Linked DNA regions of Mus musculus: all the other regions are linked to region 3. Evidence: chromatin contacts called from public promoter capture Hi-C data. All regions are on one chromosome and are shown on one strand. The core of a region is the stretch at or near the end of the contact, and the rest is flanking DNA. Distances in the headings are between cores, read along the strand shown.

Region 1 (6,630 bases), core at 160-2,659, 2.1 Mb before region 3:
CTGAAGGCCTAAGAGCCAAAAAGCTATCAGTTATATTTAAATTAATCTGGGTGAATCTCTGTGAGGTAGACTATCGTCTGCGTACTAAATTCGGTGCGTTTTCAATTCTGGGAAGGCCACTACTTCCCTAGAAAAAGCACACCACCGTTCTTTTTTACCCCCAGATAAAAATTACATTTCAGAAAGTAACTTGCCTGAATAGACAACAAACCACAGTGTCTGCAGAAAGAACTCTTAAAAATTACTCCCACGTTATGAAGCTCTCTTTCAGAAGTACTGTGGTCTCGCTCCCTGCTTTAAAGCAAATGTGTCTGCTAGACACAGTGGAAATGGGCTTAAAGCAAAAGCTTCAAGGGAAAAAAAGCCAGCAGGTAGGCCCGCTTTCCTTCGCTCTCATTTTGGAGATGCACACTTCAAGGCTAAGCCCGCGGCTTCAACGCCGTGGGAGAGGTTCACAACAGCACACTCAACACCGATCTGTGCCCAGGCAAGACATGACCGACGAAACTCGCGGCTTCTTTCCGCACCCGCGCTCGCGTGGGTTCCGGTGGCGAAGTCTCCGGGGCAAAAGTCTCGGCCACTGAGAATGGCAGGCTCCGTCCCTTCCGGACTGGCCCGTCTACCCTGCCCCGACCCGGCTGTTCGGGCCGAAACCCGAGCGCCCCGGGCTCCGCGGGGCCCAGCGGGGCAGCGCGGCCCGGCCTTCCCTCCCGCTTGTCGTCGGCCCGGCCAGGCCAGGCCCTCAGGCCGCCGAGACAAAGGAGCGGGCGGGGACAGCGCCGCCTCTCCCGCCGCCTGCCCCGCCGGCCCGGACCCCCACGGCCATGGCGACCCCACCGCAGACCCGACCCGTGGGGCCCGCAGGAGGCCGCGGCGCCTGACCGAGGAGGGGGCGGCGGCCGCCACCATGTCTGCCGCCCCTCCCAGAAGCCAAGCGCCGGGCGGACAAAGCGCGGCGGCGGCGGCGGCGGCAGCACGGACACCCAGGCCGACCCCGCCGACCCCCGCCAAACAAGCGGGGCCAGGAGCCCCGGAAACCCGGCGCCTTAATGCAATAAACAGGAAATCGCGGGGATGATCTGGGTTCCGGGGGAAGTGGAATTATTTTTTACCAGCGAAGAGATCAACTTCCACATCCGGTGGTAACAGGGCCCTACACAGACCCGCACTGACCTGGAAAAGCTTCGGGAGCGGCGGCGGGGGAGCAGCGGGAGGAGGTGCGGGGACCGCGGCGCCTCGGAGCCGTCAGGGCAGACGCGGCCCCGCCACACACAGAGCGCTTCGCTGCACAGGGCGCTATTTTCCGAAAATGCCGCGTCTGCTCGGCGCCCAAAATCCCCACCGAAAAGTCCCCGTCGGCGCGGAGGGACACGGCGGCCGAGCTCCCAGCATGCCTGCGGCGGCCTCGCCAACCCGCGCCCGTTTCCGCCCCACTGGCCCCGGGAGCGAGCCTGCCGCCGCCCTCCCCCAGCCCCGTTCCGGCGGGAGAAAGGGATGAGAGGGTCTGCTTCTGACTTTAAACGGGGAGAAAGGAAATAAGCCATTTCTAGCGTTCGGCCACACAAAGGCTGCGGCGGAATGATCCGCGGGGCGACCGCAAGTCCCGGCTCGCCCGGCGCCTGCGCGGCAGCGGGGTGAGCGCTGCGGTGGCCCTGTGCGCGGCTGGGTGTTCCGCGCCGCGTCGCGGGGCGGGATGTGTGGGAGTTAGGGGTGCGTGTGCTAAGTTCTCCCCCGGCGTGACACGGAAAGTGCCGGCATTTCGGGACGCTTGGAGCTTGGACTTGACTATGGGGTGTTCTAGCAGATTCCCGGCAGGCGGAAGGGCAGCCGGGTACCTAAGATTTAACTTACCGTGGTCCTGGAAGGTACCCGGAATCGCTGGTTGTGGGGCCTGTGCGGGAACAAAGGATGCCTGTCCTCTTCACCTGGTGTAAACTGGTCGTGTGTGACGTGGATGTTTCTGTGGCTTTTTTTTTTTTTAATGTTGTAATAGTGACGCTTTTCTCCTGTCTGTATTGTCAGGATTTTTGTTGATTTGTTTTCGAGGCAAGGTTTCTCTGTAACAGCCCTGCCTGACCTGGAACTGGCTTTGTAGACCAGGGTGGCCTCAAACTCAAAAGAATCCGCCTGCCTCTGCCTCTCAATTGTTGGGATTAAAGGCGCGTACCACCATGCCTAGTGACGTATTTTACTTTCAATGAACCAAGAGTTGATTGGGAGATGATGATTTGTGAAGGAAAAGCCTTATAAATTTACTTCACATGCGATTTTCAAAGTTCCACTTTGATATATTTCACCGAAAAGTCCACTACCCGTGGAACTTTTGGCGTCAGGTATCTAGGAATGAGAATATCGGAGACAACCGAGAATAACCTAGGAGCAAAATGGCTTAAATGAGATCCAAATTGTTTACAGACTTCATTTGTGTTTGTGTGTGTCTGTCCTCAGATAAGGACACTTGCCCTTATTTTTTGGTTTTTCGAGACCGGGTTTCTCTGTATAGCCCCTGGCTGTCCTGGAACTCACTTTGTAGACCAGGCTGGCCTCGAACTCAGAAATCTGCCTGCCTCTGCCTCCCGAGTGCTGGGATTAAAGGCCACCACGCCCGGCTGCCTTTCTTATTTATATAGTGAAAGTTTGTAGCCAGTGTAAGACATAGCAAAGTAAACAGAATGGGGAGAGCATAGTTCATGTTTTTTCTTTTTATTTAATATTTTATTTCAGGGGTTTTTGGTTAGGTTTGGTTGGTTGGTTGGTTTTGAGATAGGGTCTCGCTTTGTGAAGCTCTGACTGCTCTGGAATTCACTCTGTAGACCAGGCTGGGCTCAAACTTAAAGAGGTCTACCTGCCTCTGCCTCCCAGGTGCTGGGATTAGAGGGGTGTACCAATACTGCCAGCTCTTATGAATTTTTTTAAATTGTTATTCCTTTCCATAATATTTTGAGTAAATAGTTAATTGCCTTAATTGTGCTATAGCATCTAGACGAGTATACATCATCAGTGGTTATGCCAGAAAAGCTGAATGTGGTGTGATTGCAGGAATATTCCCCTGCCACAAACAGACACACACAGTAACCTTACAGAGGAATCAAATAGCTATATAAAAGTTATATAGAAATCAGAAATTGGTGAAGGCCATCCAGTCGAAGGGAACAGTAATGCAGAACTAGAGAGATGATTTCGATCATTCCCAGAAATGGACCTGTAGAGGTTGAGTGACCTCCTTGAATGTCTCCTTAATGAGTTGGTGTTTTTGACTGGTAGCTATTCAGTAAAAACGCCCCAGGCATGGAGAAGCAGTAGTTTGGAAAACTGACTACACAGGTTGAGGTAGTCACAAGTAGGAATCAAGGAAATCACAACTGCTTGTTAGGAATTTGGAGAATGCTTGACTGGATGTGAGAATGCCTGAAGGAGATGTCAAGGAAGGTGACTCAAGTTTGTCAGAGTACTTGAGGGTTGGCAGTGTGTTCACTGAAAAAAGCAAAGGGAGAGGACTGCTAGGGAAGATGAAGCTTCTGTGTGACCATGGAAAGCCTATGGGCCTGTCTAATCAGCTCTGTTCATTCCTTCAGCAGTGCTGGAGTGCCCATTCTTTTTCTCTCTTTTGAGACAGGGTTTCTCTGTGTAGCCCTGACTGTTGTCCTGGAACTCACTTTGTAGACCAGGCTGGCCTCGAACTCAGAAATCTGCCTGCCTCTGCCTCCCAAGTACTGGGATTAAAGGCGTGCGCCACCACTGCTCGGTGTGGAGTGCCCATTCTTATAGTCCTGTTCTGTGAGCTAGAGAAGATAAAAGTAGCAGCTAAGAACATGGCTTCAGCTACTGTTGCTGGTAAAAGGAAGAACAACTAGAGTTTTAAAATGGATGAAGGATAATATCCTATAATAATTTCACAAAATGAAAGGGTAACTGGATAAAGTAGTTCTCCAAGTGGGAAAAAAAAAAAAAAAAACAGACAAAATACTGGCACTTGGTTCCAAGTAGTCTCCCCTGAGGTGGTGTCTGAGCTAAGCGGTCACTGGAAAGAAGTGGGGCAGTTTGTGAAGTTTAAGGGTACCTCCAGAAGGCCAGTAGGCTGATGTCTAGGGGAGCAAAGGGAAGGTGGGAAGGATTAAAAGTCTGCAGCTTCGGGAAGATGAAGTCACCGTTGAAAGTTTCAAGAATGGAGTCACACAGACAACAGTAGAGATGGAGAAAGCAGATGGTTCCATGAAAGTTATTAGGCATAATCTGTCTTGTTCATTAAGTGTGGAGTGAGGGAAAAGGAAACAGTAGTGCTGTCTAAGCTTTGAGGGTGATTGCCTGAGCTACTAACGTCAGGTAAAAGTATAAGCTGCACAGAATTTTGTAGTAACCTCATTAAAAGTAAACGTGAGCCAGGCGGTAGAGGCGCGCACACACACACACACCTTTAATCCCAGCATTCCAGAAGCAAAGGCCTCTTGTTGGATCTGAGTTCAAGGCCAGTCTGAATACAGAGTTCCAGGACAGGTGAAGCTATACAGAGAAGTCCTGTCTCAAAAAGCCAAAAAAGAAAGGAAAGAAAGTGAAATTAATGTCTTTGATCTATATGAAGTACAGTTTTATTCCTTTCTCACTATTTGAAATCTAGTATATAAATAATTTTAAAAGCATATCTCAATACTTGATTTCATTAAATTGAAAAGTTGGTTTACCTATCCACCTGGCTCCAGACATTAAAAAGTTTTGTAGTGATTAAGCCATGCTTAATTTTAAACTAAAGTTAATGTTTTAAAAGTAAATTTCTGAGCCGGGCGTGGTGGCACATGCCTTTTTTTTTTTTTTTTTTAAATATTTATTTATTTATTATATGTAAGTACACTGTAGCTGTCTTCAGACACTCCAGAAGAGGGCGTCAGATCTTGTTACAGATGGTTGTGAGCCACCACGTGGTTGCTGGGATTTGAACTTTGGACCTTCTGAAGAACAGTCGGGTGCTCTAACCCACTGAGCCATCTCACCAGCCCGGCACATGCCTTTAATCCCAGCACTTGGGAGGCAGAGGCAGGTGGATTTCTGAGTTCAAGGCCAGCCTGGTCTACAAAGTGAATTCCAGGACAGCCAGGGCTTTACAGAGAAACCCTGTCTCGAAAAACCAAAAAAGAATTTCTGGATTAAGATTTCAGTTGGATAATCCTAGCACTTGGAAGGCAGAGGCAGGTGAGTCTAGATAGATCCTATATCAAAAAAGAAAGAGAAAGAAAGAAAGAAAAGAAAAACAAAACACAAAAGAAGAGGGAAACGCAGCCTTGGAGTGCCTGCCTGCCCTCTCCCTGTCATTAGCAGTGCCCCTGAGTGTCCTAGCACTAGCCCCCTAGAAAAGTCTGCGAATAGACCAGCAAACCTTGAATGCTAAACTAAAGGATTGTGAATTTGACCCTAGAAGCCAGTGGTTTTTGATCCTAGATTATGTTTTAAGGGTAGAAGGATGCCACTAGATGGCTGTGTGGTGTGACACCTGGCCTAGGGGCAGTGCTCCCTTCCATCCCGTTGACTTCATGAGATTCAGCTTTAGTTATTCTACAAAAATGCAACTGGAAGTCTGGTTCATTGGTGCAGTCTTCAGACCCTTTGTGACTAGACAAGACATTAAGAAAGAGTAAGAATTTAGAAGCATGGAACAATTTTAACATTAATATCTATAAATATACCATCCAGAGCTATATTATTGTTTTTTTAATTTCCACTTTCTAGTAATTTTTGTTTTATAAAACAATCTCTATTTGTTTGGTTCCCCCCCCCCCTTTTAAGGGGCTTATGTAGCCAAGGCTAGCCTCTATGTAACTAGAATGACCTTCAATTCCTGATCTTCTAGTTTTTACCCCCAAGCAGATAACAATGGTACTGGGGATCAAATCCAAGACCTGGTGTGTGCCAGACTGGGTCTTTGTTAACCATGCCACATTCCCAGCCTTCCAGATCATTTTTGTAAGGCTACTCTAGAGTTGTAAAGAGTCAGAAGGATCAAGTTTTCAGAAAAGACCACATTTAATTTTACTTTTTGTACTTTACACTAAGAATATTTATTAAGAATAACAAAAAAAAAGAATATTTCATGTTCTACATGGATTCAGAAAACTACATAGAAACAAAAATTATATATAGCTGGGAGGGTTGTTTGTTTTGTTTTTTTTTAGTTTAATATATGTGTGTGTTTTGCCTGCATGTGTGTGTCTTGCATGCCTGGTGCCTGCAAGACTAGAGGATGTCAAAAGAGGGTGTGTATCCCCTAGAACTGGAGTTACAGATGGTTGTAAGTACTATGTGGGTGCTAGAAATTGAACCTGGGTCCTCTGGAAGAATACACTGCTGCTCTTAACTACCAAGCCTTGACAGCCTAGCCCTTGTTTATTAAATGCCACCCACTGAGCATATCTTGTTAATAATGCCTCACTCAGTGCTCAAAATAATTCTCTGACAGGTGTTATTATATTAGCCTTGTCTTTCCCAGTGAGGAATTGTGTTGAATAACTTATCTCCAATTACCAAGAACCTTAAGTGTTAGAGGCAGGATTCCAAACAGGCCTCTTAATTCTGAACTGGCATCTAGTGGATTCCTTGGCACAAAGACACAGTACATTATTTTAGAGAGTGTGTTGAATTTTT
Region 2 (6,831 bases), core at 870-3,369, 2.1 Mb after region 3:
ATACAGCCGTATGTAGAACACAGTAGAGGAGAAAGAGAAAAGACAAAGAAATGAACAAATGTGAAGACTGGAATCTGGTTTGGAGCCCTGGGATAGCTGGGGTGAGGCTGCTGTGTATGCAGTTCAGCTCTACCAGGCCTTCAGGGGATGCAGAGTGAGCAAGGTCAGGGCCTGCGCTGGACACTGGTGTCTGACTATGGGTGCACTCCAATTCTCTACTCCCAGGTTAATCAGAGAGGTTTCATACATGTATGTGAGGTTTTCTTTGTTTTCCAGGACCAGGTGCCCAAACTCTCAAGTACCTGCATAAGTATACTCTGCACAGCCCAAGATTATGAGGCAAAGTTCTGATTAGCCTCTCTAAAGCAGGCTGAAACATTGCTTGAAAGAGCAATGGGCCTCTCACTGGATGAGACACAGGAAAGATTTGTTCCTATTTAGATAATGTAGACTTGATGAGAAATCTTGCTTGTCAACTTGACTGTATCTGGGATCAACAACAACACAAGCACATAGGCATTCTTGGGAAGAACTGGTTTTTCTTTTTAAGACTAGGATTCTCTATGTAGCCCTGGCTGTTCTGGAATTCACTCTGTAGACCAGGCTGGCCTCACAGAGATCCACCTGCCTCTGCCTCTCAAGTGCTGGGATTAAAGGTGTGGGCCACCATTTCTTGGGCATGAAGAATTGTCTTAATCAGATTACCTGAAGCAGGAAGACTCATTCTAAATCTGTGTAGCACTTTCTCATGGCAGATAAGAGGACAGAGAAGAAGAAACTTTGCTTTCTGTCTGCTTGTTCTTATTCTTGGAGGGAAGGTCATCTATCAAGTTTCTGCAGCGTTACCTCACTGATATTAGAACTGACTTCTTTGGATCAGCAGTGAGATCTCCAGGAATCTTTTAGGACTCCAGCACCGAATTGGGACTGTGGAGTCCAGTCTTGTGGATCAAGCACCTTTCTAGGGTGGGACAGCCATTGTTGAACTACTTGGACTGCATCCTGTAAGCCAACTAAATAGATCTCTATCTATCTATCTATCTATCTATCTATTCTTTTAGTGGAACAACTCAGATGGCTAAAACAACCCATATGGCTTCTTCACTCAGTGACTGTTCTTCCAGCTATAAGCTTACCAGATTCATTTGCCTGGGACCTTTTCTCTCCATATGACCTCTGTATGAATCTTTCCAAGGTGGAAGAGCAGGAGAATCCCAGGACAACAAATAAACAAATACCTCCCAAACCAGACCAAGCAACAAAAGAAACAAAAAATAAGATCAGAGCTGGAACTGACACGTTATCTCTTTACCATATCCTTCTATCGGTTTAATATAGTCAAGGTCCAGCGTACATTCCAGGGTAGTGGCCCATACAAGGTTATGCTATTGGGAAGTATGTATCATTGGGAGTAGGAGAGGCACTGGCGTTAGCAAGAAGGGTGTGCAAGCTGAGAGCGCTCCCGGTAATTCTGGGCTGTTCTTTCTTCAGAGAATATGGATAGGTCGTGGGGTACAAGATAATGCTAAACTTCTCCTGCAGAATTTAAGGTACACATAGACATGGTCTGCCACTGGTTCAATCCGCTCGCTATCAAGGAAAGCCTGGCTGTGTGTGCATTCAGTCAGTTACACATCTATTCATATGCAGGTGCTTAATTAACACACGTGCCATTTTGTTATCCCTAGTTTAGAAACGCGAATGCAGTAAGTACTACTTCTTCAGGTCTCAGCTAGCAACACACGACATCATTAGCCTTTTGGGTCCGGTTTCTCACCAAAATGGAGTTGGGGTTATAAGCTGAGCTTTGGAGGCGTCCAAAGGGTAACACTTACCACAGTCAGCTTGTCTAGCAGAGCCAGGCAGCCACTGTAAGGAGGTACTGGCTAACTCGTCGTAGCGCGGTGCGGAAAGCAAAGAGCCTCCGTAGACTAGGCGATGTTCATCCGCGCTAAGACCCTGGCATTGAGCAGGTCTACATGCTGGGCACGCCGGAAGACCACGGCCCTGGTCCCGCCCCCGCGCATGCCAGCCCCGCCCCTGCCCGACGCACAGCGGGAGCCCCGCCTTGGATATGGACCCGCCGGGCCACCGTCGCCCGGCCCCGCCTAGCACGGCCAGGCGAAGGGGAGCCGGCGTGCGGGGTGTGTATGTGTTCGCTGGGCGCCGGCTCAGCCCCAGGAAGATGGTGGCGGTGGCGGCGGCGGCGGCGACTGAGGCGCGGCTGAGGGGGAGCACGACGGCGACAGCAGCGCCTGCGGGCAGGAAGGGCAGGCAGCACCGACCCTGCACCGCGACAGGGGCCTGGAGGCCGGGACCGCGCGCCCGGCTGTGTCTACCGCGGGTGCTGTCGCGGGCGCTGCCCCCGCCGCCGCTGCTGCCGCTGCTCTTTTCGCTGCTGCTGCTGCCGCTGCCCCGGGAGGCCGAGGCCGCTGCGGTGGCGGCGGCGGTGTCGGGCTCGGCCGCAGCCGAGGCCAAGGAATGTGACCGGCCGTGTGTCAACGGCGGCCGCTGCAACCCTGGCACCGGCCAGTGCGTCTGCCCCACGGGCTGGGTGGGCGAGCAATGCCAGCACTGCGGGGGCCGCTTCAGGTGAGTGCGGGTGGGGAGTGCAGGCCCAGCCTGATGTTCCAGGCCCAAGGCAGGTGCAGGGCTTGAAATCGCGAGGGTAGAATTTGCCCCACTGTGTTTGATGATGGCTTGCCTCCTGGAGGGATGTTCATTTGGTGGCCTTCGGGTCTGCCTGTGGTGGAAGATTGAGAAGGAACGGGAACACTCGGGAGGCATTTGTTGCTGTGGGTTAGATGTGGGTCCTGAAGAGTATAAAAGCCCACCTCGAAAACGGGCTTATTTAGGATAAATGAGGTATCAAGGAAACGGTGAGTGAGTGAGTTCTTCAGCACTTGCCTTTGACCAGCCCAAGAGATTGGAGATATGTGTGTCTGGAAGAAGTACAGCCGAGGAAGTGACATGTTGGGTGAAAATAGAAGGTAAGGCTGGGTTGTAAGATTTCAGGGATAAAAGTACCATTGGTTGTTGTTCCAAGGAAAGTGAAGAAACTAGTTTTTGGATCCTCACTGTTGGCCTATTGGAACGGGGTTGTCTAGAGAGGAGAATCCTATTAGCCCTAGATTCTCCACAACATGCAGTTGGCTTGGTTTGGGGCAGAACCTCTTGGAGAGATCACTTTTTAATTAGCTTTTATCTATTATTTGCTTCTGTTGTGAGAGAATTTTTGGATAATGCACACAGGTAGATCCATCATCCAGAGTTTGATGTGGTCCACAAGAAGTTAGGAACACAGCAAGGGGAAGTTATAAGACCTACAGTGTCATCCATATCTCAGGCAGATATTTGTTGACTGGGTTCCCCATTTGACGTGGGAAAGTGAGGGAATGTGAACGTGGCGTAGGATTGATTCTTGCTCCAATTGATCTTATGTTCTAGTGAGGGCTGACAGGCAGTCAACACGTAACTAGGCAAAAGGAATGAGCAGGATAATTTCAGATAGTGGTAAATGCTAAAAGCAAAATACAAACAGGTGGTCGGTCTTCCAGGATTCCGATAAGTGGTGACATTAGAAGCCACCCATTTGAGTGTCATTTGATCTGAGTGAGGCCTGAACCTGGCATAAGAGAACCTGTGGAAATGAAGGGGCAGAGAGTGTGTGACTGGCTAGCAGTAAGCAGAGAAGTCTCGGAGGAGGAGGAGGAGGAGGTGACATTGAATTTGAGCATGTGAGGTTAAGTAGGATTTGCAAGCGTGAAGTTGGGGAGAAGAATTCCAAATGGAAAAAAAAAGCTGCAGACATAGTGGTAGAGTCCAGAAGGTGGAGTTTTGCCAGTGCCCCTGTAGTAGAAGAGAGTTGTAAGGGAGAAGCTTGGAATGTTAAAGTAATAGATCTCTGTTAGATCTTCTAGGGGACTCAGAGATCAGTGGCAAGATGAACTCTTAAGTTTTACAATGGAGAAACCAAGGAACCTCAGCACCAGTGTTTCGGGGGTTGGTCTAATAGTTTAGCGTGTTGTGATTTTAGGCTTCGAGATACAGTGGTAAACAAGTTGTATGTAATTTTATTCTTGTAGAACTTAACTTTTCGTTTGGGAGTAAAAAATACCATAATGGAGCTGGAGAGCTGGCTCAGTGGTTAAGAGTACTTGTTGCTCTTGCAGAGGACTGGGGTTAGGTTCCCAGCACCTACATGGTGGCTCATGATCATTTATGACTCTAGTTCCAGGGGATGTCATGCCTTCTTCTGACTTCAGGCACCAGGCACACATGCAGGCAAAACACTTACACAGGAAATAAAAATAAATATTTTTAATTTGGAACTTACTGTGTAGGCCAGGCTGGCCTCAAACTCACAGAGATCAGCCTGCCTCTGCCTCCCAAGACCTGGGATTAAAGGCATGTGACATCCTGCCCCCTTAGTCCCCCCAATAAATAATTCTTTAAAATTATTTAATTTTAAATCCAGTAATCAATATATTGTAATTTTGCATGATTGTGGAGGTGAGGGCAGCGGTAGAAGCCAGCTCCTTTCAGAGTGAGACTAAGATTCATCTTTCTGTTGAGATACTCCTGAGGGGCAGGATGGGGGATGAGTGACATCAAGACAGGTTAGAGGGGAGATCCAGTGTCCATAGCAGAGAGAGCAAAAGGGACCAAGACTGCAGAGAGAGGTCGGTGCAGTGCTATGCCACATAGAGGTAGGAAGTGGATTTAGGATTTGACCTTTCACCAAAGAGCAATGGGATGCAACAGGTCACTCTGTTTTCATGAAATTGTAGACTTAGAGACGGGAACCAGAAAGGGAATAGCCTTAAAGGTCAGTTGACTTTAGATGCTTCCAAGATCAGGGGGATTGATGGAGGGACCTTCAAATTCTGAAAACCTGGGCTACAGGCATGAGATGTTATGGGCAGTTGATAGAGACTGTTGGTGTAGGTCAGAGCCAGACACCACTGCTGCTAGTAGAGACGAGGTAGATATTGTGTGGGAGTATAGAGATAAAATGGTTAGGTCTCTCTTTCAGATCGGTTTGTTCTTGGACATGTGAACACGATAGTGAGGAGAAAAGGCTAGCTCTTACTTTGGGTGATTGAGAGGCAATATTTACAAGGCACAGGGACATAGGTAGGACTAGGCTGAGATAAGCTTAGATTTATACACAGAGTTTGGGGAGTTTTCAAGGTATGTGCCTGGCACATGTTCCTTGTTGGTTGAGGTTATTTACCTGTAAGAGGGCTTGCCAGGGAGAGAAAGAGATCTGAGTGTCCACATGAATAGTTCAGAGAAGAGCCTTTTAAAACAGGACAGGCACTCCTGATAGTGCCTCAGCTACTCTCATATGTAAGTGACTGTCACAGACATTCCCTTTGAGCTTGTGCTCATTAAGGCTCAATTAAGACTGCCTCTGACAATACTATTATAGTAAGTGGCTTCTAGAATTGTTAAAATAATAAAAGGCCAGGAGTTGTAGCACACACCTATAATCTCAGAACTTTGGAGGTCAGGAATTCAAAGTCAACCTTGGGTGACATAGCAAGTTTGTGACCATTCTGATCTTTATGAGTCTATCTTAAAAAATAAAAAAATTAAAAATGAATAAAAAAATAAAAATAAAAAATAGGGCTTGAGAGTTGGTTCAATGGTTCTGAGTCCTGGTTGGTGGCCTCTTCTGCTCCATGGATGCTATGCAATGTGTAGTGCACAGTACAAATAAGTCTAAAGGAACTGTAAAAACAGATTATATATTTTCTGACAGGACATCTGTCTCACGCCTATAATCACAGCTGTTCGGAAGCTGAGGCTGGAGGAACAGTTCGAGGCAAGCTTCGGCTACAGAATAAGTTCAAGAGTAACCTGGGGCTACTTGGGCTTGTCTCCGAAACCAAAATGAGCAAAAAGGAGCAAGCTAGGTCTTTTGGGAAAATTTTAGCTGACTAATTTTTCACCGAGAGTGAGTAACGAGTTAATGCTGCGTCTGCTTACCAGATTGATATGTATCCTGGTTTTCCCTTCTTCACCACCAGTCTCTCCTCCTCCTCTTCTTCCTCCTCTTCCCTCTTCAAGTTAAACTAAGAGGCATTGAATGAATACATTTTTTTGGCTTAATTCTTATTCTCAGTGATATGCTTAGTCTTGACTCGAGCGCCTCGTGCATGCTAGGCGAACACTTCACCATTGAGCTACATTCCCAAGCCTGCCATTTTGGTTTCGATGGCATCAAGTCATGGCACCTGTTTCTTTCTGTGCACGCTCGTGCGTGCACGCAGAGGTCAGGACAACTTGGTTTTGGAGCTTGATCTCAAGCTGTCAAGCTTGTATGTCACGTGCCTTTACCCACTAAACTATCTTGCTGGCCCAGGGTTTATGACTTATTTATTATGTAAGTCCTGTGTTAGAGACTATAGGGTTTTTTGGGTTTTTTTTTTTTTTTTTTTTTTTTTTTTTTGTTACTTGAAAGGAATGTAGGATAATGAAGCATTAGATTTTACTCACACTATCACTGGGTTCATTGTATGCCTAATTTAGGCAGGGGTATAGCACTTTATCCTCAGGAAACTCAGGATGTGGTATAAAATTTCAATTATTTTATGTGTATAGTAAATCACTTTTTTTTCCTAAATGAATGATTATAGAGAATAAGTTAATAGTATCAGTTCAATAAAAATAACTATAGCTGAATGTTATTAAGATAATACACTTTAATTTTTATGTGAATCTTCATAATTCAGTGATCACCATTTTCTATTTGTGATACTACTGTTAAAAATTTTCTTACGTGAATAAATATACCTCTATTAACTTAAAGGTTAAATAAGATTA
Region 3 (6,447 bases), core at 3,171-5,670:
ATTATTACATCCAGCAAAAATCTCCAATGCAACCTTATTACTATTGAAGAGCTAAACGTATATAAATAGGCAGAAGAGTTGCGTGACTGCTCATATATCCATCTCCAGGCTTTAACAAAGGAAAGGAAACCATCAATTCAGGCTTGGAGAGACACAGTTGAGTGTTTAGAAACACTGGCTGCTCTTCTCGAGGTCCCAGGTTCCGTTCCTAGTACCCACATGGAGGCTCATGGCAGCTGTAACTCCAGTTCCAAGGAGTCTGATGCCCTTCTCTGGCCTCTGTGCACACAGTGCAGACATGGCTGCAAGAGAAACACCTATATCCCTAAAAATAAAATAACAACAACAATAATAAACTTAAAAGTTAATTTATAGCTCATCTTATTTTATCCTTGCCCACTCCCAAACAAATCCCAAACACCATGTGAGTTCATCTGCAAGAGTTGCAGTGTGAGTCTCTTCAGGGGTCCTTGTGGAGGTCTTCCTGGCCTTTCCATCCTGTATGTCTGAGCTGACTTGCAGCTGTCATGCTCTGTATTTCTTTCCTTACTTCAAACTTTGGAAAAGCTATTCTGCCCTGCTCGTGGGACTTAACCTGCCCTCCCAGGGACAGCCATGCTCCAAGGCTGAACAGAGTAAGAACCTCTGCTCCTTGACTCTTGATGAGGTTATGTTTTGATACAGCCATCATAAGTAGAAAGCATTTCAAGTCAAACATGCATATCTGTAACCTGAAACTGGAGTGGGAAGCTATTCAAACATGTCACACTAGCTGGGCACAGTGGCACATGCGTGCTATCCCATGAGAGCCAATTATGAGGCAATATGGGAATGTTGGTGCACAACTTTAATCTCAGCACCTGGGAGGCAGAGACAGGTGGATCTCTGTGGAGGCCAGTCTGGTTTACAGAGCAAGTTCCAGGACAGGGAGAGGGGGATGGGGGAAGGAGAAGGGAGGGGGAGGGAAGGAGAGAGAGAGGGGGGGAGGGGGAGGGGGAGGGGGAGAGGGAGAGGGAGAGGGAGAGGGAGAGGCAAGGAGAGGGAGAGGGAGGGAGAGGGAGAGGGAGGGAGAGGGAGAGGGAGAGGGAGAGGGAGAGAGAGAGAGAGAGAGAGAGAGAGAGAGAAGGGGAGAGAGCACTAACAGTCCACAACTCGTCAGGAAGGGCTAGGGCATCATGGACATCTCCTCTATTCATAATGGATGTTGAAGGGACCAATCTGAGAGAATTAATTGGGAAGAAAATGAAGTTTAGAGGGAAAGGAAGGGAGACAACAGTGGGTAACAGGGTGAATACAATCACAACACTGTATATGTGTATGCAGTGGCAACCTTTTTCATTTTATTCTATTGCCAGTAAATAAAACCATTTCCACTATAAAGTGTGTGTGTATGTGGGGGCAGGTATAGTGATGCAGTCCTGTGGTTTTTAGCACGTAAGTGGTGGAAACAGAGGGTTGTGAGTTCAAGGATTGGGGTATATAGTGAGACCCTGTCTCAATAAAGAAGAAAGCAGCATTTTGGCGCATCAGCTGTCAAAGCAGTCACCTTGGTGTCACAGGACACAGCAGAGCTTCCACTTTGCTTGCTGACTTTAGGGTGCCCAGGACCACCAGAAAGCACCACATCAGGCATCTCCAGCCAGGGCAAGATCAAAATTAAGAACAGCCTGTGCTGGGTGTTCAGTTTGCAATACCATAAAGCTGAAAACTGTGAGTCTAACTACCATAAGCTGGGAACCATCCATGCAAACAACGCAGCTTCCTGGTGAGGTGACTTGGGGACATTGCTCACATGCTTTTCCGAAGTCTCTCCGAGATTACATGCCACTTGCCACCGCGGTGGCTGACTGGATAATTACGTTGTCTCTATTGTCCACATTCCACTCACGGTCACATTTACTCACTGTCTGGGCTGATTTGTTAAGATTGGCAAAACAAAGGAACAGAACCTGGGAGGTTTAGAGCGCAGCGTGGAGCTCCTTGCGGTTGTGGGATCAGGAAGTCCAAGATTAAGTTGTTGACACAGATTCCTCTGACTGCCTCTATTGGGGGCTTGTCGCAGCTCCTAGGGTCTACAATGTCCTCCCCAGGCTTCGAATGTGTCTGAGGCTCTTGGATAGAGATACCAATCCTTCCGGATAAGGGCCCACCCTGAAGATCTTATCTCACTCTCTTTCTCTATTCACATTTGATGAGCTGGAGATTAGAACCTTACCGCATGAATTTCAAGAACGCTAACCTATTGCCATTTATGATCCTTTCCTGATGAACTGGAGTCTTACTCCAGAGACTGCTTCTAGAAGCATCTAAATTAAAGAAATCTCTAAAATATAAGGATTAAAAAAAAGCTATAGGCTTTTTAAATTAAAAATATGTTTTAGATTTACTTATTTATGTGTATGAGTATTTGGCCTGTATGTGTTGTGGACCAGTGAGATCAGAAGAGGGCAACAGATGCCCTGGGACTGGAGCAGAGGTTGTGAGTTGCCATATGGGTACTGGGAATGGAACCCGAGTCCTCTGCAGGAGTGGCCAGTGTCTCCAGACTCTTTTATATCTACACCCCAGGATGTGACCAGTGTCCCCTGTTCCATTAGCTCTTTCTGTGGTGCTGATTGAACCAGGGTCAGGGTATATTGGGCAAATACTACATCCACCCCCTGCTGATGGCCCTTTGCTGTGTTAGGTTTGATTGATTTTACCCTGGCCCCTGGCTGAGTGTTGTGGATGGAGGAGATAACAAATACAGCCTAACTAACTCAAGGAAGCAATGCTAGTGCCACTCTTCCTTGGAAATGAAATTACCCTAGAATAAGAAGCATCTAATTAACAAAAGTAATTACTCTTTTTTTTTTTTGTGGCGGCTCGTGCCTTTATTTTATTTTATTTTTTTAAAGATTTATTTATTTATTATATGTAAGTACACTGTAGCTATCTTCAGACACTCCAGAAGAGGGCGTCAGATCTCATTATGGATGGTTGTGAGCCACCATGTGGTTGCTGGGATTTGAACTCTGGACCTTCAGAAGAGCAGTCGGGTGCTCTTAACCACTAAGCCATCTCGCCAGCCCATAATTACTCTTTTAAAATGTTAATTACATTTTACTTATGTATTGAGTGGGAAGTATTTGGGGGTTAAAGAACAACATTCCAGAGTCTGTTTCTGGGACCTTGTGGGTAGTCAGCTTTGGCAGCAAGTGCCTTTAACCTCAGGACCATCTCAATATTCCATTTGCTCTTCAATAAGGTAAACTCCCTGTTTAGTCTATTACTCGGAGATCGATACCTCTGTGAGATATTTAATGAGCCGTAAGATACAGTTCTGAATTGATTACTGGTTTAATGGTCTCTATTAAAGGTACTCCTTGTAGTGTGGAATGTTGCTAGCAGAGGAAGCTGGTGACCAGGGCGATATTAGAACTTTCTAGAGATCCATTCCTCTCGATTTTACTGTGAACTTAAATGTGCTTGAAAAATAGTTAACTATTTTAAAATAAGGAAATTAGAGGTATAAACAGTAACTCCTACTGAATCTAATCGGGACTAAAAAAACACCTTCAGGAAAGATTCAAATTCATATAAAACATCAATTTCCTAGTGCCACCTACTGGTGAGACCTGACTATTGCTCTCGAAACAATTTTTTCCCCTTAGTTGACAAGTATTTTGTTTTGCTTTTAGACAAGCTTGTGCAGCTCACGCTGGTCTCACGCTTGCTATGTGGCTATAGGCTGTCTTTGAATTCCCACGATCCTCCTACCTCCACCTCCCAAGTACTAGGATCTTCATTTCTGCAACTTGTCATTAGAGTGCCCCATTATCCTCGGGGCCCTGCTCTGCAAGCTGACCTTTCAACTGCGTTGCAGCCAGGTCTTTCCTTTCTAGTTTCCCTTAAGGCCCTGCCTCTTTTTCCTCCCCCTCCTCTCCCTGTTCTTTTCCCCGCCTCCATCTTTCTACACACAACCTTCCCCTTAAAGCAGCTTCTAGTTCCGCCCAGGTTCGGCCCTTTTAATCTTGTAGTCCCGCCTCCACACTTTGGTTCCGCCTTCCCTTCTCCCGGGAAGGCCCCGCCTCCCTACCACGCCCCGTGCCCATAGTCCCGCCCCAATTAAGGTCTTGGCCCCGCCTCCACTCCCGGCCCCACCTTCTCAGCCCCGCCTCCACCCGGCCCCACCTCCCAGGCCCCGCCCCCTCCGTGGGCGGGTTTCCCTCTGGACTCTCTTCCCTTCCCTCCACACTTCCTCGGTTCCTTCCAGGCCTGGCCCTGAAGCCCTGCTCCAGGTTTGAGCCTATTTCCTCTAACAGCGCCTATCCGCTTCAGCCCAAGACCCCCTCCGCATTCACGCCCGTGCTCTCGTTCCCCTCGTGGGCACGCCCCTTCAGGGGCGGAGCTGAGCCAGGTGCGGCCCCGGGGCGTGGCCGGGTTCCGGGAGCGCAGGTGCGGCGTCCGCGTCAAGATGGCTGCCGCCTGTCGGTCTGAGGCTGGCCTCCTTCCCAGCCTCCTCTGCCGCCGGCCCGCCGGGGCCCAGCTGCTGCGAGTTGCCCTGTGTCTCCTGTGCTGGGTCCCGGCGGCTGTGGACGCAGTCCCCGAGCTCGGGCTTTGGACGAGGACGGTCAATGACGTAAGTGCTCTGTAGGGACTGAGGCGTGGCGCTTCTTAGGCTCCAGGGCCCTGGCTGGATAGCTCCGCCTGCGGACCAGTCTGGCCTTGGGCACATTCACTAGGGCTCTCTGGGACCAGCGGTGGGTCCTCTGACGCGCTTCTTGAGCCTTTTGTCTAGAGTGGGCTCTGGGAAGGGAGCGTCCCCCTCCTCTGCCTAGGCTTCTGGGAAGAGCGGTCCCACTGTGCTTTCCTAAGACGGCTTCCCTTTCCAAATGTTGTTGCTGCTCGCGAGGCTCTCCACCCGCCTCTCACTGTCCTGACACGGTGTCTCTAGATCTTGCTTTTGTTTCTTCAGTTCAGAGCCCCAATCTCTGCATTCCCAGCGGCATCGCTGGGACCGAATACTTCGGCTAGGTTACTACTACTGGGGCCACATCCACAAGGCCACAAGGTTTGTCTAGCCTTTCTGTTAGAGCATAAATTGAGTGTGCTCTACAGTCGTGCATAAAGTCACCTCGCCTCTCTTATTTTTCTTGAGTTTCTGTATATTCCTTAGTGTTCATGACTTCTGCGCGTGTCTGTGGAACAGGGTGTTTGCTTAAGAGTGTTTAAAGGGCGAGTCTGATGGATGAAAACTTCCGTAACTGGGCAGGCCGTTAGAGAACTTGACGTCCTGTATGGTTAAGAGATGATGTGGGAAGAAGGCAGAGACCAAATTGTGCAAAGTCTTGCAAAAGAGACAGGATATCGGGAAGCGGCCTTGTCTTGAGTCCAGAGTCAGATGACTCGCCCAGATCTGCTTGGGATGTGTGGAAACAGCGTCTAAGTTCTAAAGGTGACATTTATATTTATATTCCTTCAACCAAAAGTAGTATCAGAAGGTGCACATACTTCCAAACACAAAACTGCAGAGGCTCAAGTGTAGGCTTCATTCTGTGGCCCGGCTCAGTGTATTCATTGCGTTTGAGATTCTTCTGAGTAGGTGCCCAGTATTTTTTTTTTTTTTTTTTTTTTTTTTTAGCTGTCATATGCTTTGTTCAGGCTGAGTTTATTTCCTGTGTAGCTCAGGCTGGTAGTGTCAGCAGCCTTTTTTTGCAAAAAGCAGGATGATTATTTTTTTCTTATATCAAGTTGTCAGAAATGTATCTTTTAGAACAGAGAGAATGAAACATGTCTTTGTATACTTACCACGATAGGGCCTGCCCATCTCTATGGCTGTATTTCTCATCAATAAAAAGCAATGTTTGTTGAAGCACACTTTATGGTTTCCTGCTGCTTTTTTAGTGAATGCAGTTAAGCCGGTTTCCAAACTCAAAATAAGAGCATTGTGAATCAGCTCCATGAAAACTGTTGCTTGAGCATGTACCAAAAGATCTTTGTCAAGCGTACTTCAGATAGTAAGAATCCCACTGGGAAGAATGGCAGGTTCTTTTGACAAGCAGAGAAGTGTGTTTTTTGACTGTAGTTATGCTTTGGTCAGACTGAGTTTATTTCCTGTGTAGCTCAAGCCAGCAGTGTCAGCTTTGCAAAAAGCAGGCTGATTATTTTTTTTCTTAGAATAAGTTGTCAGAATTTGTCTTTTAGAACATGGAGAATAAGACTTTCATTTATGCGGGGCAGTGGTGGCGCATGCCTTTAATCCCAGCGCTTGGGAGGCAGAGGCAGGTGGATTTCTGAGTTCGAGGCCAGCCTGGACTACAGAATGTGTTCCAGGACAGCCAGGGCTACACAGAGAAACCCTGTCTTAAAAAAAAAAAAAAAAAAAAAGACTTTCATTTATGAATTCATCAGAAGGAAAAAAAAGGTTCTTTTAGCTATAAAAATTAACAAATAGTTTGAGCATCT
Region 4 (6,343 bases), core at 3,369-5,868, 2.0 Mb after region 3:
ATGGTCTCCAGGAACATGACTTCTTCACTAGTTAAGCCTGCCTCTTTCATCAGTCAGGAGTGAGAGAGCACAGAGACCTAGTGTAGCTGAGAGGAAGAGCTGAACCCTACCCTGGTAGGAACCCTCAAAATGTCAAAAAAAAAAAAAAAAATGCAAGGCAGGAGCAGCGAGGGCAGCAGGCATGGTGTCAGGGCTTGAAACCTCAGCCCTTGGCAGCACAAGGCAGGAGGATCAATCAAGTTCAAAGCCAGTCTGAAAAACAGATTTATTTCAAAAGCACTAGGGACATAAGAAGGCAAGACTTTAATAGGTAAGAAAAGCATGTTCAACCACAGGGAGGTAGAGAAATGAGGTGACCCTTCACCAAAATTCCTTTATCAAAGGCCTACTGTTAAACCACTGTGTACTAAGGCAAGTTTCAGCCAAACCACTTTATGCAAAGTTCAGAGTTTAGTTATGGCTAATAAAGTCAGCCAACATGCTTCTTTTTCTTGAGACAGGGTTTCGCTGTGTAGCCCTGGCTGTCCTAGAATTTACTCTATAGACCAGGCTGGCCTCAAACTCACAGAGATCTGCCTGCCTCCCCAGTGCAGGGATTAAAAGAATGAGCCACCACCACCTGGTGATTTTTTTTGTTTGTTTGTTTTTTGGTTTTTCGAGACAGGGTTTCTCTGTGCAGTCATGGCTGTCCTGGAACTCACTCTGTAGACCAGGTTGGCCTCGAACTCAGAAATCTACCTGCCTCTGCCTCCCAAGTGCTGGGATTAAAGGCGTTCGCCACCACTGCCCCGCTAATTTTTTTAAATGTATGTATGTCTGCATGTTTATCTGTGTGAGTGTATATTGCATGTTTGCTGGTGCCAGAAGAGGACACCAGATCCCCGAGCCCTATATATATCTTCTTAACATTCTTTAAGAAAGTAAAGAGCGGGCTGGTGAGATGGCTCAGTGGGTAAGAGCACCCGACTGCTCTTCCGAAGGTCCAGAGTTCAAATCCCAGCAACCACATGGTGGTTCACAACCATCTGTAACAAGATCTGACGTCCTCTTCTGGAGTGTCTGAAGACAGCTACAGTGTACTTACATATAATAAATAAGTAAATCTTTAAAAAAAAAAAAAAAAAAAAAAGAAAGTAAAGAGCTCTCAGCAATGTGGAGGCAGAGGCAGACAGATCTCTGAGTTCAAGGCCAGTCTGGTCTTCTAGGCCATGGATGAGAAACCTGTCTCCAAATAAATAAATAAATAAAAATAAATTTTAAAAAATCAAAGGAAAAAAAGAGGGAGAAAGAGAAAACAAAAGAAAATAAAGAGGCAGAGCGATGGCTCAGTGTGTAAAAGTGCTTTATGTGCAAGCCTGATGACCAAGCTCGATTGCCAGACTCACTTCGGAAGGGGAATCAGATCATGGAAATTACCCTCTTGACCTCTACACACATGCCTTGGGGCCAACATGTCTGCATCTCTCCCTTAACACACACACACACACACACAAACCTGCTAATAATAAATAATTAAAAAAAATTAAAATCAAATAAGTAAGCCAGATGTGGTAATATACTGCTGTAATCCCACCATTCTGGAGACAGAGGCAGGGAAATCACCACAAGTTCAAGGTGAGCTCAGACAACACAGCACGTTCCAGGCCAGCCAGGGCTCCATAGCAAGACAGACAGACAGACTGACAGAGACAGTGACAGAGAGACAGAGACAGAGATGGCAGGTAGTATTCTGGGGATGCATTTTTATGATAAAGTTGCTTCTCCACATCCAAGGCTCAAAGTATTCAAAGCAAGGGTTGGCAAAATAGCTCAGTGGGTAAAGGAGTTTGTCACCAAGACTGATGGCATGAATTGGATCCCTGAGGCAAACATTCACACATGATGGAAGGAAAAGAAAGATGAAAGAATAAAGTTATCCTCTGACTGTTACATGTGCTCTGGGACACACACACACACACAGACACATACATACACATACTTTTGGTTAAACAAATAAAAATGTGGAGATGGCCCAGCAGTTAAGAGCATGTACCCTCTTGTAGAGGACCTGAGATCAGGTCCCAGCACCCATGTCAGGGGACCCACAACTGCCTGTAACTCCAGTTCTAGAGAATCTGACGCCCTCTTCTGGACCCACTGGGAATCTGCATTCACCTGGGCTTTCCTTATACACAGTACGCTCACAGAAATAATCTAAAATGAACTACTTTAAAATACAATTCTTTTTAAAATTTAAATAGATTCCCGAGCTTATGATGGGGATACAGTTCAGAGGCAGAGCATTTGGTTACCATGTTCACGGCTCTGGGTTCCATCCCCAGCACCACATCAAACAAATGTGGCACCGGACACACACACACAGGCAGACAGGCAGACACACACATCCCTCCAGAGAGGTTTATCGCCAGGCTGCTCAAAGTTCTAATGCATCCTGTTTAAATTTCATACAAAGCTGAAATACTTTCAGTGATCCTCTCTGGCCGAAGGATTGAGAAAGGATGGAGACTGTTCCCATGAGCAGCTACACACTACAAACTGTAAACCCCAGAAAGAATTCCTGTTGGGGGCAGAGAAATCCACACAGTGTCAAAGTAGAAGCAAACCAGGTCTCCCAGATGCATTGTTTCATTACTATCTCATTGCTTTTCTTCCTTCACGGCTTAGTCATTCAATAAACACATTGCCAGAGTATATGAAGGAGTCCTGAGAAATGAAGAATGAGAATTAGTTTTGGGGCCTGCAGAATGGCTCAGTGGGTAAAGGCACTTGGCTGCCAAGAGACCTGGCTGAGTCCAATCCTGGTGACCCACATAGGAGAAAGGGAAGAAAAGACTCCTGGCAAGGTGTCCTCTGACCTTCATACTCCCAGTGGCAAGCACAGTGAGTCTCTCTCTCTCACATATACATACACACTACATATATACACACACAATACACACACATAAAACACATACACACACACAATACATGCATCTACACACACAAACACAGACACAATTTAAAAATAAAAAAGAAGCCAAGCAAAGTGGCTCATATCTTTAATCCCAGCACTGAGAAGCAAGTGGATCTGTGAGTTCAAAACCAGTCAGGCCTACAAAGTGAGTCTCTGTCTTAGGAAAAAAAAAGTCATTTTCATTCTTCATAGTTTTGATAAAAGACAACAAAACTCTACAAAACACAAGGCTAGATGTGCTATAGCACTTGTCCAGCAAAAGCAATGTATTGGGATTTGACCCTCAATACTAGAAAGAAACACACACACACAGACAGAGAGAGAGAGAAGAGAGAGACAGACATGAGAGAGGAGAGAGAGAGAGAGAGAGAGAGAGAACACAATACAACACTCAATCAAGAACACAGAAAAAGCCGGCCAGACACGGTGGCACAGACTCAGCATTCAGGAGGCAGAGGCAGGTGGATCTTTTCGGGTTCAAGGTCAGCCTGGTCTACAGTGAGACCCGGTCTCAATTAAAAAAAAAAAAAAAGACAGAAAATAGGATAAGCTATTCTAATATTAGTTGACAACCCCCACTCAAGGGAACAATAGCATATTGCTTTGCCAAATGGCTGCAAGTAAGCAAACAAAAAAGGCCTCTTCTGGTTTAATGACAGGTTAGCAGTACCCAAACCCCAATGACTCCTCCCTTCCCTTTCTTATAGGCTCCTACTGCAACACCTCCACCACTCCAACCTCCGCGTTTCTCTGGCAGCCGCATACTAGCTCCTTCACAAACAAAGCCCGGACGGCTATCAAGGTCAGCCCCAAAGACAGAGAGCAGAAATTGGAAACAGATCTTCTGTATGGAAAAGGGCAGGGCAGCACTCCCTAATATCAACTCCCCTTCCAGTCCACCCGCACTCCTTATCACGAACCTAGTGTCAGCCGCTCTGGGGGGTTCCGAGCCTCCTTTTCCCTCTCCATCCAGTTTCCTTTTTCTTCCTGCGCCCCCAATGACCTTCAAGCCCCTGAAACAGGTGCTCCCCAAGGGAAAGGGGTTGGATGCAGTGGCCAGGGACAGGTGAGCGGAGTTCCCTGTACACGCAGGGGACTGGAAACTCTATAATCGAGCGGCAGTCTGGGGCAAAGGGTCTGGACACCTAGGAGCAAAGGGGTTTACGCGGCAGTTTCGGGAGCTCCACTCGCGTGAACACAGGGCCTCTAGCGGTGGGCTGTCGGTGGGGAAGGTTTAAGGGAAAACCGGTCCATGGGGTGGGGATGTCACAATGGGGTCTTCCCGGAAACCGCAGTGGGTTGTCGAGCTACAGACATAGCAGGGTCCCTCCAGAAGGCCGCCTGTCCCTGGGCAAACGTTCTTCTCAGAGCCGTTTGAAACAATCCTCCGCAAGGAAGCCATATCAGACCACGCCCTGCCGCCCGAGGCGTAGCCGCCCCAAGGCGCATCCCGGGCCACCCTCGGCTGTCTCGACGCGGCATACCTGACGGAGGCCGCCCCACTGCCAAAGGTGCCAGCGAAGCGCGCGGGGGACAGCCCCAGCTGCTGGGGGTCGAACGAGTCCATGGAGGCTGGCGGCGTAGGACCTGGGGGCCGCGGAGGGTCGCTGGGGCCGGCACCGCTGCGGGCCAGCGGCAGGGCGGAGCGAGGGTGCGCCAAGGGGGCGGGGTCGGCGCGCGCGGGCACGCGGGGGCGGGGCGGGAGCGCGCGCAGCGGGGGCGTCAGTGTGAGTCCGGCCCAGCGCCGCACCGTGCTGCGGAGGAGCCAGACGGACTTGGGGTGCGGGCCGCCAGGCGCAGGCTCCGGGACACCACACCTCCGGGCCCTAAGGTCTCTCAGTGCGGTGAGGGTTCTGCGGGAGCTACAGCCACGCTCGCGGACGCGCCCGGGGCGGGGTCTCGCTCCCGCGAGGGCCGGGCTAGGCTTCTTCTGGTCTGTATTTGGCTTTATCTCTAGGTGTCCTGGACCGCTGCCTGGCTACAGTTATCTGTTTCACATCAGTTGCCTATCCATCCTTGGAACGTTCGGCCCCTTAGCGATGCGGCCTGTTGAGAGCACTGGCATCAGTGTGCTCACAGTATCCCAGGAGACGCCTGCCTTTGCAGTTCAGAGTCTGGATAGAATTGTTTCCAGCTGTGGGTCGGTGGGCCAGAAAAAATCTCAGAGCCCAAGTTCCTTCCTGCATAAAGTGGAGAGTTGCTTACTATATACAAGGTCTACTTTAGCATCACATATCGACCTTGTCAAGATGTCCTACGTGTCCTAAATTCATCTTTTCATGGTAAATTATAACACCACAAGACTAGTTTCCCTGCTACAATGATCAGCCTTTGAATTATTTATAAATAGTACTGGCTGAAAAAAATCCTTCTTCCACTCATAAAGATTTTAACAATCCCCAAGGTATCTCTTGCAGGTTTGAAAAAGAGAAGGAACTAAAATGCTTATTTTTATACTTAAAGGAAAATAAAATTTTGCCTTCAGACCCAACTCGTGAATGTGTAACCATTGTTTAGAGGTAACCAACACAGTATCTGAAAATCAGCCAATCAGAGACAGCCTCTCTTCAGGGGCTTCCAAATCAGCCAGTTATCAACAGCTTCTGAAACCCAGCTAATCATTGACAGCAGCCCAATCAGCAGCGCAATGACCAGGCTTCCGAATGAAAGAGCCTTTCTTAGCTGCTTTGTTCTGTAGACCACTGTTAACAGCCAGGAGACTGTAAATTGCTAAACAGTCAATTTATTGAAACACCTCGAGCTTTTACGCACCCAGTCATTATATACATCTCCAGCTCTGTTAATCAGCTTTGAGAATACATCTTTTCTCTACAAGCAAATGTGATATTCACCTTCTTCCTTCCTCCTCCATTTGGTATGTTTTATGTAGCCTAGGCTGACCTTGAACCCCTGAACTTGAACCCTTGAACTCTTGCTTCAACCTCCTAAATTCTGAGATTACAGGCCTGCATCATCATGTCCAGATGGAAGGCTACTACAATTTGTAGCACAGAACAAAATTGTGTGCCTTTGGTTGCTTGGCCAATGTCGTGGTATGCAGATATCACATCTTTTGTATTCATTTATCAGTTAATGAATATAGAAGCTTTTTTCCACACTTTCTGTGCCTTAGCTTAATGCCAATATGACCAAATACCGAAAGTTTTTGTGTAGACATGTTTTTAATTCTCCTGTATATGTAGTATACTCCTAGAAGTGTACTGCTTGATTATACTGAAAGTCTGTGTTTAATAATTTGAGGCATCTTTTTGTTTTCCAAAAAAGCTGCACCATTTATATTCACATTACCTAGGTGAGAGAGTCCCAATTGTTCCACGCGTTTCCAAACATTTAATATCTATCTTTGGATCGTAGTCATCTTACTGGATA

The links. Promoter capture Hi-C pulls out the DNA fragments that hold promoters and counts their contacts.
Region 1: a promoter capture Hi-C map of liver shows a contact between it and region 3, with 6 times the contacts expected there. The contact joins the promoter of Gabpb1 here to the promoter of Tmem87b in region 3. A contact is called at or near these places in 3 of 39 promoter capture datasets (liver and pre-B cells) and 2 of 115 datasets of contacts at active chromatin or transcription factors (large pre-B cells and thymic regulatory T cells).
Region 2: a contact with region 3 is called in a promoter capture Hi-C map of pre-B cells, with 2.4 times the contacts expected there. The contact joins the promoter of Atrn here to the promoter of Tmem87b in region 3. A contact is called at or near these places in 3 of 39 promoter capture datasets (liver and pre-B cells).
Region 4: a promoter capture Hi-C map of liver shows a contact between it and region 3, with 6 times the contacts expected there. The contact joins the promoter of 4930402H24Rik here to the promoter of Tmem87b in region 3. A contact is called at or near these places in 2 of 39 promoter capture datasets (liver and pre-B cells).

What each region holds. Positions count from the first base shown.
Region 1 is chr2:126,674,183-126,680,812 of GRCm38.p6, forward strand. It overlaps Gabpb1 (GA repeat binding protein, beta 1), which reads right to left and starts at 1,410. Exons shown (of 9, transcript NM_001271468.1): 1 at 1,174-1,410. It overlaps A630026N12Rik (RIKEN cDNA A630026N12 gene), which reads right to left and starts at 1,105. Exons shown (of 1, transcript NR_166192.1): 1 at 1-1,105.
Region 2 is chr2:130,904,376-130,911,206 of GRCm38.p6, forward strand. It overlaps Atrn (attractin), which reads left to right and starts at 2,120. Exons shown (of 29, transcript NM_009730.3): 1 at 2,120-2,592. The coding sequence starts at 2,186. It overlaps A730017L22Rik (RIKEN cDNA A730017L22 gene), which reads right to left and starts at 2,021. Exons shown (of 3, transcript NR_015523.2): 1 at 1,836-2,021.
Region 3 is chr2:128,813,883-128,820,329 of GRCm38.p6, forward strand. Tmem87b (transmembrane protein 87B) reads left to right here and starts at 4,421. Exons shown (of 19, transcript NM_001355629.1): 1 at 4,421-4,621. The coding sequence starts at 4,457.
Region 4 is chr2:130,835,527-130,841,869 of GRCm38.p6, forward strand. 4930402H24Rik (RIKEN cDNA 4930402H24 gene) reads right to left here and starts at 4,619. Exons shown (of 37, transcript NM_029432.2): 1 at 4,438-4,619. The coding sequence starts at 4,520.